2 separate regions of the Arachis hypogaea genome follow, and region 2 is linked to region 1. The links are chromatin contacts, called in public Hi-C maps. All regions are on one chromosome and are shown on one strand. Each heading gives the region's core, a stretch centred on a gene start, on an enhancer-like site or on the middle of the called end of the contact. The rest is flanking DNA. Distances are from core to core; before and after follow the strand shown.

The links. A called contact is a pair of places that touch in the nucleus more often than the background predicts.
Region 2: a contact with region 1 is called in a Hi-C map of leaf, with 2.4 times the contacts expected there. The contact joins the promoter of LOC112703156 here to the promoter of LOC112703154 in region 1. A contact is called at or near these places in 2 of 8 Hi-C or Micro-C datasets (both in leaf).

The regions. Positions count from the first base shown.
Region 1 is chr7:56,646,878-56,651,858 of arahy.Tifrunner.gnm2.J5K5, forward strand. It overlaps LOC112703154 (probable glucan 1,3-beta-glucosidase A), which reads right to left and starts at 2,094. Exons shown (of 8, transcript XM_025754485.3): 1 at 1,833-2,094; 2 at 1,605-1,724; 3 at 944-1,129. The coding sequence starts at 2,024.
Region 2 is chr7:56,790,231-56,794,769 of arahy.Tifrunner.gnm2.J5K5, forward strand. LOC112703156 (vesicle transport protein GOT1) reads left to right here and starts at 2,353. Exons shown (of 7, transcript XM_025754487.2): 1 at 2,353-2,801; 2 at 3,668-3,729; 3 at 4,281-4,372. The coding sequence starts at 3,699. It also overlaps the pseudogene LOC112703155.

The DNA of each region.
Region 1 (4,981 bases), core at 844-3,343:
GAAAAAAGAATAAAAACTTTTAATACAAATACTTTTTATGATAGATGATTTTAAATTAATTGTTAGATCGATAAATTAACTTTAAAAAGCAATATAAAATATGTAATATGAAGTTAAACTTATATGTGTCATGAGATTCTAGATCTAAATATAAAAGGAAATAAGTTTCTTATTCTTATAAAATACTAGGTTTTTTTTCTTTTGTCTTTATAAAATATTTATTTTTATTTTAATCCAATAAGATTTGCAAATAATTTATTTTAATCTCATCTATCAGTTTATTTTATTAAGTGTTGACTTGATACATTTAAATATTGACATGAAAAAAATGTATGATATGAACATTTAGCCTATTTTCCAACACTTAACAAAACAAAAAAGTTCAATTGTACCGAAATAGACTATTCAGTCTAACATTATAAATATCAATAAACCCCAACAGCACATGCCCAAATCATTTAACGTAATCCAACATTCTCCTATTATTTTAATGTCAACTTGTTAAGAATCTGCACTACTCCAAACACCCAAGTGGGGACAAACAAACAAACAAAACATTTTGAATTTCTTTGGTTATTTTATCATTTTTGTTTCCACTGTTTAATTTAGCTAAAACAAAGTAAATATAAAAGGTAATAACTACCATGTTACCTAATAAGTTAGTAAAGGATGAAGTGTATCTTTTTTTTGCTAACGTTTAGTTATATTTAATTTGTTTTTAATATTTTTAATTTGTGTCTAAATTATCTCTAAAAATTAATTTTATATAAAATATTAGAAATAAAATTAAAACTTTTGAGAGATAATTTTAACCTAAACTAAAATTTTGAGTACAAAACAAATAAATAAAAAATATTAAAAATAAAATTAAACATTAAAAATATTTTTAAAAAACTTATAAATATTAAAAATAAAAAATATACTTTATCTGTTAGTAAATTACCTGCAAATAGGTACCACTAGTTGTTTTGATTCGAACGCGGTTAGATTTATTACTTTCCTTAACAATATTGAAAGTTAAAGAATCAGTTGAAATATTGGTAAGAGCTACAACGTTGATCCCATCTAATCCCACAAACTGCTTGTTGAACACCCTGAATCTGAAAGTGGTCTCGTTCAGCCTCCATAACTACACAAACAAACAAAATTATAAGATAGCTTAGTTATACTTATGGAAAGAAGATTAAGTAAACTTTCAAATTGGTCTCTCATAAAATTTTAAATTAGACATTTTGATCTTTAATAAATTTTTATTTATCAAACATCTATCAAAATTACTTTTGTAAAATATATTCGTATTTCTGTTGTTTTTAATCAAATTTTTAATATAGGTATTAAACAAATAAGTTCTTTAACAAATTTCATTATAAGACAGTAAAATTCCAAAAAATATACCCATAAAACAAAGGTGAAAACTCAAGTACAGTGCAGGTGAAGTTAATAATTGAGTTTTCACCTAGAACAAATTGGTCTCCCTTCACAACCCAAAAAAAAAACTAATCTGTCTCGTGTAAGTAATTCTTAAGAATTTATAGAGAATAATATTTTATTGGAAAGTTCAGGACCAATTTGAGTGTTGATTCTTTTAGACATGGCTAACTCACCCTGAATGTTTCCCAGCCCGAAGCGGCAGTGCGGTTTGCAACTAGGATCGTTCCTCCTCCAGACTCTGCACACAGATACTTCCCTGTTGTCACAGACTTGAACTGAAGACCAGTTCCATCCTAACCAAAATTGAAGATCAACAATTATATAAACTTGTACTAATATTAATAACAACATGAATAAATATGATGATTATTACGAATGTTATATAAATAATATTTTCTAACCAAGAAATCCTTGTTTGGAATTCCATCGAAGAGAGAAGGTTTGATCCAACCTTCAGTAACGAGCCAACCACCAAGACTAACTGCTCTCACAGGGGAATCGAGATTTTGTCTTGCTTCATGAGATAGAGAAAGCATTGTCAAGGTAATAACAAAGTTAAGAAGCAATGTTCTGAGGTTGAGACAGATACTCATCTTTAGATGTGTTTCTTATTTGTCTTAAGTCTTAACCTCTTCCTCTCTCTGCTTTGAAGTGAGTCCGACCAACTATATATAGCAAACAAAAGATATGTATGTATAAAATTAGAGTAATTAAAATAAATAGTAAATAGATCAATAGAAATAATATTCAAATATTAAAATTAGTCACTAAATCAGTCGTTAATATATTTATATATAAATAGATGTGTTGTTTATTTATTTTTAATATATATTTATATTATAATATATATTTTAGATAAATACTACAGTAAAGATTTTATAATTATTTTCATGTAAAAATATTTTTTCAACTTTTGGATAATGAATTATATGGTTAAATTTTGATATTTATAAAAATGTGGTCTTTATTTAAAATATGACTAAATAAATAAGTCACATTTTTAAATAAAGTATTTTCATAAAAAGATTTTTTTATATAGTCATTTGAGTAGTTATCTATATTTTATATTAGTAGTTAACTTTAACAAATATTTTTAATGTACAAATAATAAAATTGATAAATCAAATTAAATTAATCGAGTAGTTAATTCACTTCTCTGTTTAAACAAATGCCAAAGATAAAAGTTAAAAACAAGTGATGATATATCAAATAAAAGAGATATTGAAATTAATCACACATTGTAAGAGATTGCAATATGTCTTGCAATGTGTAAAAAAATATAGGTAAAAATGTATGTATTTGACAGCAAACACTATATCTAAAATGTTTATATCTTTTAAAAGTAAATAGTTTGTAATGTACCACTACTTTTTGGGGGAAATAATTTCCATCGAACACCATTATATCCAACACCCCAAAAAGCATCTTCGTTAGAACTTTAAAATTAAACTGAAAGATAAAATGTTAATTGCTGATTATAAAATGAACAAAATTAATTGACTGGATTTGATACTTGATAGGCTGCTAAAGAAGGAAGTCTCAATTGTCCAATCTTTTAAAAATATACACAAATAGGGGTCCTCAATCTCTATGTATAAACCTGCAGCAATATTGGACTTGTGGAAAGGTGACTAGATTGGTTAGGCCGATAAAAACTTAAAGGGTACACTATTTTTTTTATTTATTAAAATTTTAAAAATATCTTAATTTTATTTTAATTTAATTTTGTTCCAAAAATTTTTGAATGGTTCAAATATAATTTTATTAACTAAATTTTTAAAAAATTTAAAACAATCCAATAATAATAATATATGACAACTAATCAATTATTTTTAATTTATTTATGTTGATGATTATTCTTGTAAAATTATTGCTGAATTGATCTAAAATTAGTTAAAAATATATTTGATACAAATAAAAAATTTTTAAAATAAAATTAAAATAAAATGAAGCTGAGAGATATTTTAAAAAATTTTAATATAGTTCAAAGACAAAAAATATAATTTACTCAAAACTTAAATTTACTGTGATAGTCCAAAAATTCAAATTTAATAGATCATTTGTCAAGATCAGAAAGGCACCTTGGTAGGAGGAATTATTTTATACTTATATTTATTTATTTTTTGTTTAAATTTTCTAATTGATTGTAATACTTTTAGCATCGAAGGCCGTTAGATGTTCTTGGGGTCTTTGGTATCGTCATACTTTATATGGGTTGGTTTGTCGAAACCTTTTCGTAACCATTATCACGTGTTCGCTTCTTGTCCTTATGGGATCTCGCCGGTGTCTTTTGTCGTCGTCGTCATGTCGGTGCTCCGATCAATGAAAAATGCTTCGATCTCGTCGTTTCCAGTGTCATCGTTCCAGTGACCTTTCGTTCTTGGTTTTTCGTCGCAATCAGCTTTTGGAGGTCACTTGACTTGTGTGTTCTGGTTGGTATCGCTCTTTGGATGTGACCCATTCCTCAAGAGTTTATACTCTTTGATAGAGTTCTTGGATTGCTTTCTCTCCTAGGCCACGAGTGCGAGAGCCTTTTCAAGATAGCAGTTGTCTTCTTTCGGTGGTTGCCTATCAGGGATTAGTTGACAGTACACGGTGCTGCTTATCCTTCCAAGGATCAGGGGGACATTGCTCCATGGTTCGGGCGTTGGGTCGTTTCGCTCTGACTTAGGATGATGGCTTGAGGATTGCTCCTCGAAATTTTTTGTCATGCCGCCAAGACTTGACAAGTCCCCACAAATAGTGCCAATGTATAAAATTACTCTTCAAAAATATTACAATCAATTTTATACTTATATTTATATTTTCTGTTGGCGTGCTGTCATTTATTGGCTGCCATGACTTGGCTCATCTCCTCGTCATTTATATATTCTCTTGCGATGTTTTGAATTTTGTGCATAGTCCAGACCGATTTTGTGGTGAGGTATTTTCGGAAGTCTTCATTCATGAGACCCTTGGTCAAGTAAAGGCTGGCCATGGAGTCCCATGAGCCCGTTGACCATTAGGCATTTGCCGTTGAATCTATTGAGGTATTTTCTCGTGGGCTCGTCTTGTTGTTGGGTGACTCTGATTAGGCTGATCGAGTGTTTGGCTTTGGTGATCTTAGTGGTGAATTGCACCATGAACTTTCTGTAGATATTGTCAAAACTGGTGATGGAACCATCTGGGAGAGCATTGAACCACTTGATGGCTAAGCCGACTAGCGTTAACGGGAAAACCCTGCATCGAACTGCATCGGCAGCTCCTTCCAGGTTTAACCTGGCCTCGAAGGCCATTAGGTGTTCTTGAGGGTCTTTGATGTCGTCATACTTCATATTGGTTGGTTTGTCGAAACCTTTTGGTAACCTGGATTCAGGATCTTTTCGATCAACAGGTTGGTTTCCATTATCACGTGTTTGCTCCTTGTCCTCTTGGGATCTCGCCGGTGTCTTCTGTCGTCGTTGTCAAGTCGGTGCTTCGGTCCATGGGAAAAGTTGCGATCTCGTCGTTTCCCGTGTCATCATTCGGGAGACCTTTCTTTCTTGGTTTCTCGCTGTGATCAACTCCTGGA
Region 2 (4,539 bases), core at 1,103-3,602, 140 kb after region 1:
CAATTTACAAAAATTGTCTAAATCTGTAGAAAACACCATAAATAAGAATTTCTCTTCAAACATAAATGTAGCGTTTTGGTGGAGAGACATACACTGAAAGACTGAGAGACTGAGGTTAAGAGACAGAGACAGAAACAAATTTTAGTATTCTGTTTAGTGTAAAATAGGAGACAGAAATTAAAATAAGAATGAAATTCTAATTTAATTTGTACAAAAGATAAAATTGGAATTAATTAATTGAAATGAGGATATTTTAGGTATAAAATGTTATTAAAGTTTCAGTCTCTGGCTCTAAAAATTTCAGTCTCTTGTGTTCTCATTTTTTGGAGATACTGAAATTTTAAGAACAGAGACAAAAATTTTAGTACTAATCTCTCAGCCAATAAATATGATATTGAATCTCAGTCTATCAATCTCTATATCAGTACTTCAAAACAAACGCTACCTAATTGAGAAGGTGGTGGAGGGTCATATATTATTAGTTTGTTTATAATGGCCTTGATAGAAACGGATACCAGTTTAATAAAGCCTCTTTCCTTCTGAATAATTTGAAATTGAAAAGCCAACATAAATTCCATGCTCTCTACTTTAAGCATTAGCTACCTCCTCATCATTATCACTGCTCATCATTATCATGGTTAGTCACGTAAACTATGCATCCTGAACAAGATCATCTTCAATGACTTACACTTCTAGCAATGCATTTTCTGCATTTTTCAAATGGAAAAAGACATTATGTATCACAGGGTACTCTCCAATTGGTTGAACATTTGAGCGTCATCAACTGCATTTTCACCATCATCGTTATCATCAGTTATATCCGCGGTATCAACTTCGGTCGACAATTCGTCATTGTTGATGGTACCATCGGATTCTGACAAGCCAATGAGTGCACACAAACTTCATTCTTGATAAATCTAGACTGTCTCAACAACCCAGTTAACACTTCAGCACTTGTAGTATCATCTTTGTCCTGACAAAGTTTAAAGAATGCAGATAAGTTTGTCGCCCTTGGTCTCCATTTGTTTGAAACATCGGCCACAAAAGCTTCTTTAAAGCAGGACAGAGCCTCCGAAATCCTCTCATCAGCGATATGCCCAGAACAAATAATCTCCCAAGTTTTTGAATTCGGAATTCCACCACCTTCAGTTATTTGTCTAAAGAAACCCAGAGCTTTGTCAGTATTTCCTTTCTTGACATAACAGCCTATCAGAAGGTTTGTTATTCTCGGATCATAAGTCGAACTTGTTGAAAGCCATTCCTCATAAATTTTTTCTGCACCCTCAATATCATCCAGTTTAACCAGAGAAGCAATAATAGCATGGTATCCCAAGTTTGGTATAGTGGCAAACAATGATTTATAAGTACTCCACACACGATAAACGTCGTCTTTCTTTCCAACACTTCCATATAAGCTCAGAAGATAATGAAATGGTACTCTATCCCGGCCTTTGATTCTACTCTCAACCTTTCTTAAGCAGCCTACTGCTTTTTCAAACATATTCATATTTATATACATTGTAGCCATTGTGCTGAATGTAGTCCAATTAGGAAAAATCTTCGGGTCCTTCACCATCTGGTCAAACACCTCCTCCATCTTTTCTATTGATCCTCGAGAACCACATGAAGATAGACAGATATTATATGAATAGATATCGAGCCGTATGTTTTTCTCTCTCATTTCTGAAGCCAACATATCAACTTTATCATAAACCTTAAGGTTCACATACAAAGTCATCATTACATTAAATGGTAGCGAATGTACTGCATAACCTTTACTCCTCATTTTGTCAAATAATGCCTCTGCCTTTTCCTTCATTCTATATCGCACGTATACATTCAAAAGAGCTCCATAGGTCCTTCTATCTGTTAACTTATCAGCCAGACTCAGAAAATACTCTTCTGCACTAGAAACTCCATGAACCTTGGAAATCAGATCTAATTGAATTGCTGCATCACTTGAAGATACACTAAACCTCTCTGGTTTGTTGTTCATCCAAACATAAACCTGTAACATTACACCAATTGCTTTCATAAATAGCTAATATTAAAACATTATGAGGCAGAGACATATCTGTAATCACAAAATTTCAAAGGAAGCATTCCATTTAATAGAAAAGTGGGAAAAATGGCATTGTAAGTATTGCAAAATCTATAATTTACAATACAAAAGGATAATATAGGAATGCTTGTACAAATACTTAAAGCTAGGGAGACAAAATATTGTAAATGATTGATTTGATTTCATTCAATATATATCTATATATTCAGAAAACATTGTTGGTTTAACATATTTCCACAACAAAGCACAAGATGTATTCTATATCAATGGCTGATTTTTGGCTGTAAGACGCGGAAAAATAAACTAGTTTATCTAAAACAAAAAGGTCGTAACAACTAACAAGTACCCGTTGCCTTCGGTGCGGGGGATTAAGGTACCTTCCCCGTGTCCGCTGTACTCATTAAGCACTTAACTACTTATATAGAATGAATTTACAAAATTATCCTCGCATAATCTGAAAATAGTCAAAATACCCCTAGACCTGACCTTTACAATCTCCTCCGCCCCAACCTCTGCATTCACTACTCTAAATCTCCGATTCTCTTCTTCTCATCCTCGCCACCGGCCCACCGTCTGCCGCCGTCACGCCGCACACTAACCCTTTTCTCTGTCTCTGCTGTTCCACCCGTTTGCCGCTGTCCTCTGCTTTTCTCGTCGTCAGATCCGTTGCTGCCATCTTCCACTTGTCCCGCCGTCCTCTTCCTCGCCTCCGTTCTCTCACCTGCTGATTTCGCCGCTGGTATTGGTACTTGTATAAATGATCTGATTTAGTGTTAAGTTGTTCTGTTAATTGTTCATTGCCGAGGAAAGCATGTTGTAGCATTCTGGAGCAGAACATCCTTGAAAACTAGACCCTGTGATCGGGTATATCTATTTGGATCAATGATGTGAATCAATCAGGGATAGTGTATGAAAAGGCTCAATTAGAAGATCTGTTAATTTTGTTGTCAATGAATATGCTTGTTATTTAGGGTTAGTTTTCATTTAGGAGTATAGGTTGTGTATTCTTTTTCGCTGATTTGGCTATTGGACACTAAGATTTTTAGAATCTTTCTACCCTCTCCCATGGGGCTCATTGCCGCTTCTCATGTTACAAAAGTTTGATTCAAAAGTCTCTTTGAGATACTACAATTTCATTTTTTCTTGGAAGGGTCTCTTACATCAATATGTTCTTCAGTATTATTATTTAAAAGCTTGACACAATGTGATGGTTTATGGATGCATATGGATTTTTGGTCCAGAGTGGCTTTTCAGCCTCTTGGCTTTGGATTTGGATTTTGAATGGTTATTCTCAAAATATTAGACACCACTGATAGAAGGTTGGTGTATACTTTCGGCTATAGCTCTTAGGAATAGTTTCCTTTATTATAGTTCTCTGAGTGAATGTGGAATAGATTACTCTCGTTGGACATGGAAAATAAATAAATAAAGAAAATTTTTTTTTCCTGGGATTTTTTTTTTGCTGGATTATCATTTTCCTAAATGGTGATGTTGCAATGTTATCTTAGAATTACATTTTCTGTAGATAAATGATCTACATGCTTCTATTAACCTAGTTTGGTTACTTCTACTAACCTAGTTTGGTTACTTTATTATATGTTTCAGATAACGCAAGGACATAAGAGTTGTTAGTAAAATGGTTTCCTTTGAGATGAATGATCGCAAAAGTAAGTGGAATGTGATACTTTTTGTTGTTGTAGCTGTACTAATGGTGTTATATTATGTGGTCTACTGCATCTAATGCTTGTGTTTGAGACTTAAGAGTAGATTGTTGTAGATTAAGCTAGTAGTTCCTTAAGTTACTTAGATATTCAGTTATTTGGTCAATGGGCTTTGGTTTATTTTAAGGCTCTGCATTTTATTTCCTTTTCTGGTGTTTTCTTTTCTGTCTATACCTTGAATTTATCTTCAGTTCTTTTCATGGTCAAAAGAAATTGTACCCAAATATTTTTTCGAGTAATAAATTGATTACTCGAAATTAATTTCACTTCTTGGAACTAATTGGATTTGGCTAATATGATATAGTTTCCAAGATATCTATTAGTTCCTTTGTTTTGCTCTCACATTTTTCCATTATTCCTGGCACAAGGATTAATTTGACAAAACTGTCTATTGGACATATCTAAGTTACGTAGTCGGAATCTACTTCTGTCATATTTTTTACCTTATTTACAATTCCTCCATCTGAATATGTTTATGGGATGGGCATATGATACAGAGATCGGTTTAGGGTTAACTGGATTTGGTATATTTTTCTCATTCCTTGGGATTATCTTCTTCTTCGACAAGGGATTACTAGCTATGGGAAATGTAAGTTTCTATTCTATTTTGAGTCCCTTGCTTAAGTAAAACTTCTTATTATGGTTTTTATAGTTAAGCTTGGAAGTGGTCATTGAATTTGGATTTGACCCTAGCCTCAAATTGGTCTCCGGATTTTCAGTTGCTTTAATTTGGACCCCAAATTTTCACTTGGTAAC